3 separate regions of the Mus musculus genome follow, and regions 2 and 3 are each linked to region 1. A link is a contact called in public HiChIP or PLAC-seq data. All regions are on one chromosome and are shown on one strand. The core of a region is the stretch at or near the end of the contact, and the rest is flanking DNA. Distances in the headings are between cores, read along the strand shown.

What was found. HiChIP or PLAC-seq counts read pairs in DNA pulled down with a chosen protein or histone mark.
Region 2: an HNF4G HiChIP or PLAC-seq map of pancreatic cancer cells shows a contact between it and region 1. The contact joins two enhancer-like sites. A contact is called at or near these places in 1 of 39 promoter capture datasets (pre-B cells), 1 of 484 Hi-C or Micro-C datasets (cortical neurons) and 1 of 115 datasets of contacts at active chromatin or transcription factors (pancreatic cancer cells).
Region 3: a contact with region 1 is called in a FOXA1 HiChIP or PLAC-seq map of pancreatic cancer cells. The contact joins two enhancer-like sites. A contact is called at or near these places in 1 of 484 Hi-C or Micro-C datasets (the N1E-115 cell line) and 1 of 115 datasets of contacts at active chromatin or transcription factors (pancreatic cancer cells).

Annotation. Positions count from the first base shown.
Region 1 is chr2:35,713,308-35,716,116 of GRCm38.p6, forward strand. Dab2ip (disabled 2 interacting protein) reads left to right here. Exons shown (of 16, transcript NM_001114124.2): 9 at 1,962-2,198. Among named protein-coding and RNA genes, the nearest start is that of Dab2ip, 93 kb to the left of the region's middle. Within about 2 kb of position 1,529, at least 69 of the 459 cell types and tissues checked have an H3K27ac peak or open chromatin away from gene starts, as enhancers often do. A contact at or near this core is called in pancreatic cancer cells, where this site is marked.
Region 2 is chr2:35,268,739-35,271,721 of GRCm38.p6, forward strand. All of the region lies in intron 2 of Gm39795 (a long non-coding RNA gene), which reads right to left. It also overlaps a transcript of Gsn not described here. Among named protein-coding and RNA genes, the nearest start is that of Gm39795, 3.4 kb to the right of the region's middle. Within about 2 kb of position 1,448, at least 123 of the 459 cell types and tissues checked have an H3K27ac peak or open chromatin away from gene starts, as enhancers often do. A contact at or near this core is called in pancreatic cancer cells, where this site is marked.
Region 3 is chr2:36,201,551-36,204,563 of GRCm38.p6, forward strand. No RefSeq gene overlaps it. Among named protein-coding and RNA genes, the nearest start is that of Gm46735, 11 kb to the left of the region's middle. Within about 2 kb of position 1,706, at least 85 of the 459 cell types and tissues checked have an H3K27ac peak or open chromatin away from gene starts, as enhancers often do. A contact at or near this core is called in pancreatic cancer cells, where this site is marked.

The DNA of each region.
Region 1 (2,809 bases), core at 279-2,778:
ATTCATCTTGACTATCTTTTTTTGTCTGAATGCCCCCACTCCTGCCCTGGGTGCCAGCATCTGATTCCACTGGGTTGTTGGACGGCCAGGTTCCTGTCACGCCCCTTTTTGAGTTCTTAAATATAGGAAAGCACTCAAGAATACCTGTAAGGTGTGTGTGTGTGTGTGTGTGTGTGTGTGTGTGTGTGTGTGTGAGAGAGAGAGAGAGAGAGAGAGAGAGAGAGAGAGAGAGAGAGAGTGTAAAACCTGGAAATGGCTGTTTCTCTACCTACAACTGGTGAGCACCCTGCACACGCAGAGGCGAATGTCAGTGCGCCGGTGCAACATGGAGCTAGAGCCCTGGTGTCCTGGCACTGCTCCAGTGGCTCCTCATCTGCCTGTCCCTGACGATTATTACCCTTGTATCAACTGAGGGAGCACTAGCTAGTCCTCTGACTGAAACAGAGCAGAGAAGAAAGGGGTAGTATTACAGTAGAAATGAGTTACTTGTTTGGGGCTACAAATGGGGCTGGAATTCGTTCCTGGGAAGCTTCTCTTAAGGCCGGTTTCCTAGGCACCTGCTGCATTTATGACGCCTTGCTGGCCTGGTGCTAACCCTGGTTGTGCTTAGCACACATGGGACTGACCTTGTAGGCCTTGCTGCCAGCCACAGTGCTGAGTTTGTATCCACATGAGAGAAGCTACTTAGGTGCCTGTACCATCATCTCAGCTCAGAGCTATGCTCGTCCTGCCCAAGCCACTCCAAAGCCATATCTCCACATTTGTCTGGTTCTTTCTCCCGTGTCGTCTCCTTTGATCTTACATAGTCTGGCCCTACATGTAACCTAATCGTCCATACCCTTGCAGTCAGAAGCACTAGCTCAGAGGTGCCACAGGAAGTGCTTGCCTTTCCCAACAGATAGGCAAAGGCAGGCCTCCTGGGTAAACCGTGACCTTAGGAAGGGGTCAGTGTGGCCAGTGCTTGTGGTAGTGCCCACTTGTCCTGGTCCCTCAGCTTGTTTTGCATGCGATGCTTCTCTGGGGTAAGGGGACAATTGTAGAGCCTTGAGCACCCTCGGAACACACTGTCATCTCCCCACTAAGCTGCATTCTCAACCTTTGCTCTCCATTCCATTGGAAGACCTTCTGTGATAGGAGTCTCTTCTTTCTGTCATCTAGAAGAGACTTCTCTTCTGGACAAGACCATCAGTAGACATCACCTGGCAGTAGACTGCCTACCCCCATTTCACTAGGCAGCCTTGCTGACTCTGCCTCATTTATTGCCCCACGTCCTGTCTGCTGGGCTCAGGACAGAGTCGGTAGTAGACTAGGTCCAAGGAGCACTGGGGTCTGGTATGCCCTGGGGTGAAAAGGTAGGAAACTCACCTAAAGTGGGTATTCAATGGAGCCAAGAACTCTGTGCTAGTGCCTTCTTAACTGTCACCCCAGGAAAGTTTGTTTCTCTCCCCAGCTAGTTCATGACAGACTGTGTTCTCGCTAGCTGGGGAGACTCCCTGTCCAGTCATCATGAGCTCTGTGGGAAACCCAGATTCCTATGACATCATTCAGGCAGAGGGATGAGTCTTGATAGCCAGAAATAGGAGCCCAAGGAACAGCGATCTGCCTGCCCTGTGGCTTTCTTCATGCCTCTAGACCCAGAAGCCTATTGTTGGAGCAGAAAGAGGTGCTCCCCTTGGGAGGACGAGCGCGATTGTAGTGGCATTCTTGCTATTTATATTGGCATGGAGCCAGTTCCACCCGCCTCCACGCTCAGCACACTTGGACCCTTCACTGAGAGTCTACCCTGTCTGCTGAGCAGCCTCTCTGCCCACCCTGGCTGGCTGTTTCCTTAAATGTCTGAGATTTCGTGGCTGCAGAGCCCTGAGCTCATTCCACCATCAACATAGAGCTGTGGTTGGAACTCAGGGTTCCATGTGACTCAAACAGATCTGACCCCCAGGCCCATCTTTGTTCCTATGCAGCGTCTTCCCACGGGAGCTTAAGGAGGTGTTCGCCTCATGGCGGCAGGAGTGTAGCAGCCGAGGCCGGCCAGATATCAGTGAACGGCTCATCAGCGCCTCCCTCTTCCTTCGCTTCCTGTGCCCTGCCATCATGTCACCCTCGCTCTTCAACCTGCTTCAGGAGTATCCTGACGACCGCACGGCTCGCACCCTCACGCTCATTGCCAAAGTCACCCAGAACCTGGCCAACTTTGCCAAGTGAGTGTTGTGTCCCATGGGATTGAAGTACACAGGGACAGAAACTTGGTGCATGTGTGACCTTGGCCTGGACTAGTGAAGTAGGCCTTGGTTTTGTTTCTGTCCCCCTTAGTCTCTCCCCCGCCACTTACCTCAGAATAAACCCTCCCCCACAGCCACCCTCCCAGTGGTGCAGTGCCGTTTGGTATGCTTCTTTGGGTTTCAGAGGTGGGAAGAGAAGATATTTTTTCCTTCTGCTTTTTTGAATTAACATATTATCATAATATGCCATAAGGATTCTCGTATGTCTTTTAGCACCAAGCTCCACTTTGCAATGAATGGCTGATTTCCTGAGTAGCTGGGCACTTGGGTTAATGCTGCCAAAATGATTGCCTGTAAAGCACTTCTGGTGGTTTTGTAGAAGTTTTGTTTGTTTGTTTGTTTGTTTGTTTAAGATTTAATCATTTTATGTGTGAGTTTTTGCCTGCATGTCTGTCTGTATAACACATGAGTGCTTGGTGCCCACAGAGGTCAGAAGAGGGCATCAGACGCACAGAAAGTACATTAGGGATGGCTGTGAAGTACCATGTGGATGCTGGAAATTGAATCTGGGTCTTCTGCAAGAGCAGCAA
Region 2 (2,983 bases), core at 198-2,697, 440 kb before region 1:
TTTTATTAGTGGAACCATCATGTATGCACACATGCACATACACACACACACAGATGTACACACACATACAGACACACACGGGCGCACACACACACCCAATGTGGTGTTGTTGCTTTAGGGTTTTCCTCATTGAAGTGCCCCAGTGCTTCCTCATGTGAGGCCTTATGTTGAGAAGTCCTGGGAAATGAGCGCTTTCCCAAGATCCTCTTGGTTCTTTGCCCCACCCTCCCTTTCCTAGGCAGCCCTTGCTGACTTCTGTACTGGAAAGAGAGGTGAGCTGTACCATCCTGCAAGAGCAGTGATACTTTAATCCATGAGGAGACAGTGGTGGCTGATACCCAGGGTGCATTTGCTGACTTCCAAGACGCCCAGGGAGCCAGTCAGCTTTTCATGCCCCTGAGATTAGCACTGGGCTGAGATGAGCATTATGTGCAAGGGGCTGGTCACCTGGAGGAGCCCAATGTGCCTGAGGACAAGTGAGTCATGGGTGGAGACTGAGTTGGGAGCGGCCGGAGGTGACAGGGATGTCTAGAGAGACCTTGAAAGTTAGTTTCAATTTTCTGGGTCACCGCATAGATGGCTGTCAAGGAGAGGAATAATTTGATTGATGGGATTGTAGAGCAGCCAATTGGTGGAAGGCAAAGGGGAGGGTGGGTCAGAGCAGGCAATGCTGAGAGCTGGTAGGAGAGAATGTGTGTTACCAGTGAAGCCCTGTCGCTTCCCTTCACTACACACGCGCACACACACACACACACACACACACACACATTGGCACACAGAGACATACACATATACACATTTATACAGATACATACATACATACATACATACATACATACATAAACATACACTCAGACACAGACACACACACAAAGTGGGGGAGCGAGATGGGGAGGGGAATAGCGAATAGCCAGGCTGGTCTTCTCTGTTCTTTGTTCTTGTTGGGTTCTGTCCCCACTGTCCAGCTAGGCTGACTTGAGTTAGATCTCTGCAGCTCTGGATTCAGGAGTGAGAGAGTCTGAGTCTGAGTCTGAGTCACTATCTCTCTAACCCGAAGGTGCCCCAGTCCCTCTCAGTTTGGCTTTCTGCACCCATGAACTAGGGCTGGATGGTGGCTGGGAAGAAGCCGAGAAGCCTGGTTTAAGTACATGGGACGGCTGGGGAGCCTTGGTTTTACCGTTGGTGAAGGCCCTGCCCAGGTCACAAGTTGCCCACTGGGGACTCCTCTGTGGCCACAAGTCTGTAATCTGAACCAGAAACAAGATGTTCCCAGCAGAGCTCACAGAGGCCACCAGGAAGATTTGGGGGTGGGGAAAGGAGGGTTGGAAATGCCTTTAGCACTGGTGTCTGGCCCAAGGCCAAGCATGGAGGAACTGGTCAGGACTTGTTCAACTCTTCATCCTGGGCTCTCAGCACTCAGGATGGCTAGGTTCTTAAAAATCCTAAACAACACAACAACAGAGGCTATGGATATAGCTCAGATAATAAGAATGCTTGCCTAGGGTAGGCTGGGCCCTGGGATTGGTTCCCAGGACTGAGATGATGATGATGATGATGAGGAGGAGGAGGTTGAGGACGATGATAAAACACAGTTTCCAAATTGATGGGGCAGGGCACAAAGAAGTAGGTGTGAAAAGCAGAGGGTGCCACAGGCAGACTAAGAGCATCCTGGCTGGAAGGGCCCAAAGGCTCACAACTGACCTCCCTAGTTCACAGTTTTGGAAACTGAGTCCCAGGCAGAAGCAATGGAAATAAGAAGCAGAAAAAAAGGAGCCTAGGCCCAGGTCCAGGATTCCCTCTAGGTAGGTGTGGCTCTTTGCTCCAACCCGCTGCCTCCAAGGAGCGTGAATAATGTTCGGTTAACTGTGGGGGAGAGGAGGCGGAGGCTGTTTGTACTCTGCTGCCTGTGGAGTCGGGGCTGGCGCAGCTATTTCAGCCCAAGCCACAGGGTCCTATTTATAGGCCTGTGTGATTAGCCTGGCCTATGTCAAAGGCCTTTTCCCTTCTGCCCTGCCCGGCCATGGCTGAGGACAGAAGCCCTAACAGGAATGGCAAGTAGCAGGGACTTGAGGGTGCTTTCTGCAGCATGCTCAGGCGGGGCAGGCAGGTTAGCCAGTTTAGCCAGCAAACTGTTCTCTGCCTGTTCTGATGCCCTCTTCTGGCCTCCAAGAGCAATGCATGCATGTGGCACAGCGATATTGGCCGGCAGAACTCATGCAAGTAAATAAAATCTTAAAAATAAATAAATAAACAAATAAATGCGATGTATTTTTATTTTATGTGTTTCACCTGCATCTCTTCATCGCTGTATGTGTGTCTGGTGCTGAGGAGACCCCAAGAGGACGTTGCATCCCCTGCAAATGGAGTTACATACAGATGATGGGTGTGAGTTGCCATTTAGTGCTGGGAACTGAACTCAGGTTCTCTGCAAGAGCAGCCAGTAGGTGCTTTGTAAGGGGGGGTGGGGAGGAAGAGGGAGAGACAGAGACAGAGACAGAGACAGAGAGGGGGAGAGAGACACACACAGAGTAACAGGCTTCAAAAAATCAAGTAGCCCTGAATTTAAACTCTGATTTGAGGTTCCCAATTGTGTGGTTGGTCTTCAGCTGAAGCTCTGTGAGCCCGTTTCCTTATCTACGAAGCTGGATGATGGCACCGTAAGTTTTAAATGGTGCTTATGAGGCTCATATCATGGAGCTGAGGAGATGGCTCAGAAGGTAAAGTGCTGGCCCCACACACCTGTTGGCTCCCTGGCATCTCTATAACCAGAGTCCAGGGGAGGGGAGAGGAGAGGGGAGGGGAGGGGAGGGGAGGGGAGGGGAGGAGAGAGAGGGAAGGCGAGGCAAGGCGAGGTGGGAAGGGAAAGCAGAGAGAAGATCACCTAGGGCTTCCTGCTTAGACTGTTAGAGCCAATATGTGAGCTCCCAGTTCAAGGAGTAAACATGCCCCCCCCCCCAAATTAAGATCTCTAGCCTCTACATGC
Region 3 (3,013 bases), core at 456-2,955, 490 kb after region 1:
TATTAGGCAACTCATCTTGGCCATAAATTAGAATGGCCATAAATTAGCTTCCCCATAGAGATGCAATGCTGAACTGTGAGCAGCTGCAGGGGCTCCTGCCTCTGACCTGCTCTCTTTTCCTCTGCTCCATCCTTTACCATCGGTTCAAACCTCTTAGGACAGCCTTTGCAGTGTGGTGGCCCTCCTCACAGCTTTCAGTGACTCCCCATGGCTGGAGGATGGCCAGCCTCTTGGGGCCATCTTTGTTCCTCCAGAGCCTAGGAGCCCCTTGACTGGTTCTTTCCCTATTTGACCAACTCTTCAAAATGCAAACCATGCAGAGACTCTCTACTGCTCCCAGAAATATGAATTCCTACCCTAAGGTCTTACCAGGAATTTGACCAGGACAGGTGCTCATGAGGGCACTCCAGCTGGGTCCTCGTGCTCAGCCTAGCTCCTCATCCCTTCAGGGACTTTGCAAAGTCTGCTCCTTCTACCCAGAATGCTCCAGACTGAAGTGACCACTGCCGCATGGTAGCCTTCCCTAGTTTTTAGTAGCCTTCCCTAGCTGAGTTAGTGAGACAGAAAGAGAAATCCCAGAGATTAGCACGCAAAAGGCGACATGGAGAGGTTGGGAGCCCTTAGTTTAAGAGAGCATTGTTAGCCAAGGGAGCAGCTCTGTAAAGCCCTAGTCGCCTGCACTTGGGAGGGGCGGGTACTTTGTAAATGACTCATAACTGAGGTCCTGCCTCACTTCTTTCTTGCCTCCGTGGAGCCAGATCACAACGGAGGAAAGGTTTCAGCAGCCTGGTTCCAGCAGCCTCTCGGCTCTAATAAACCATCGCCTTTCCTGTAACCATCCATGTCCCCGTACAGTTCATTGTAAAGGGGCATCGGAACCTGAGAAACCCAGCGCCTCATCTCCAGACTCAGATCCCGATCCGTTCTATCAGTGTCCACTGACAGCTGTCCTATGCCCCTGGACCTTCCGCCTCACCACAACGACCGATCTGATTGTGTGTAGCCTTTAGTTTTCCTTCTGCCCAGACCTTGAGTGCTGAGATGGCAGGAACCTTCTTAATCCCCCACAGCCTGCTCAGTGCCACGAAGGAAGCCTCACACATTGTCCATTTGGCAAGGACCTGCTGAATGAACAAATGGATTTAACAGTATTTGTCAGCTGCATAGGGTGGGTTTATCATTCATCAAACGCGTCTGCGTCTTGGTCCATGCTTGTTGAGTATCCTCTGAGGCTGCCTCCACAGGTTCCAGAGGTGAACCAGTCACCATACGGCTGCTGATCTCTCAGCCTGAAAGAAGAGACTGACATCCCCCAGGTAAAATCATAAGATAACGCCAAGTACAGGAAGACAAAGCCGACGCTAGAGTGGAGAGGGATGTCAGAGAACATCTCTCCCAGGTGACATCTCAGAGGGATGAGTCCTGGCTTCTGAGACACGACTCTCCCCTGCTTGTGGTTGGTTGGACCCAAGGAGCATCCAGGTGTGGCGAACCCGGATTCTCAAACCCTTCCCGTTGGAGCAAAGACTCAGGAGGGGGCCTTCTGTGCGGTGGGTGGGTGCGTGAGGCGGCGCGGAAACCTCAAGCTGCTCTTCGTAGCAGCTGTGACTGGGTTCTTTCTGCGTGGTGAGAGGCGGGTTGCTTTGTGCACCGAGGCCTCAGCTGATTGTGGCCAGGCGCTTGGCACCCACAGACCGCGACCGCCAGGGTTTACCGAGCACCCCCGGCGCCCGGGCGGGCCGTGCGCAGCGCGCCAGCCCAATCTCGCCTCCTATATTCAGAGTTGATTAGACGCTATTTCTGCCTGGATTTTTCAGAAGGCTCAAGAGCTTTTTTAATCACTACAGTGGCTCATTACGCTTTTGCAGTGACACTCATGTCCTTCAGTTCTCTTCTCAGATTAGATTCTATAGTCAGATGAATATTGGATGATTTCATTACATACAAATGCAATCAACAGTTTTGCATAAATTTCTTCTCTTTTCTTGAGTTTCAATTGACCCCAGCACCCGTGGTGGCAGGCGCGATCCACATGCAAATGAGCTGGGTTTGCAGCGGAGGGGAGGGGCTGAGAGGAGGCGGGCACTAGCTCCAGCCGGGGGAGGCGGCAGCCTTGATTGCTCAGGCTTTGGGAGAGGGGCTTCGAGGAGCCAGGGGTGGTGTGCGGTGGAGGGGGCTTGTGTCTAGCCTTACGCTGGCCCAGGACTCCCAGTCTGTTCTCCAGGTGATCCGAAGCATAGGCATGCAGACTATCTGGGCTCAAAATGGACAGTGGAGCCCCTGACCTGGGCACCTGGGCTCACGGCAGGATGCTAGAAGTGACTCGGTGGAGGTTCTTTTTAACAACATGTGTTTTACTGTTTTAGCAACTAGCTGGTGGGTCTCCCTGAGCATTCCTGCTACGTGGTGGCTCTGACCAGATGAGAGCCCACGGTGCTGTTGTTATTATCATTATAGCATCATTATTCCTTGTGGGAGCTTATGCTGTGGTTCTGAGAGCAATCAGCAAACGGTGAAAGCCAGCCTAAGGCACTTGGCAGAGTTGAAACCTGTCTCATAGTTGTTCTCCCCGTCTCTTTCTCGATTTCTCCAGCTCTTTTGTGATGAAGGAAGACTCTTAAGGAGTTGAGCCTCTCGAGACTCCTACAGACTCTTACAGATGTTTGGCAACTCTGTTTCCCTCGGACTGGCCAGCTCTTTCAATGCAGAGCTCATTTCTGATTCACAGGATCCCTTGATGAATGGAGGCATTCTGCACCCTGCCCCAGAAGCACCTGTCTGTCTGCACCTGGGCTCTGAGTCTCTCAGCCCATCTCTCCTTGCTCTCCTGCCTGTGATAGCCCTGAGGTCAGCAGGTAGCAAGCCGGACATGGGAGCTGAAATCACCTTCCCTAGAGCTAAACAGAGTCTCTAAGACTGACTTGAGTTTCTCATCAGAGTTTGCCTCCAGGTGTTCCTAGTGGCCATGATGAATCCTAGATCTGGGTGAAATCAGCACCATGATGGAGGCCAC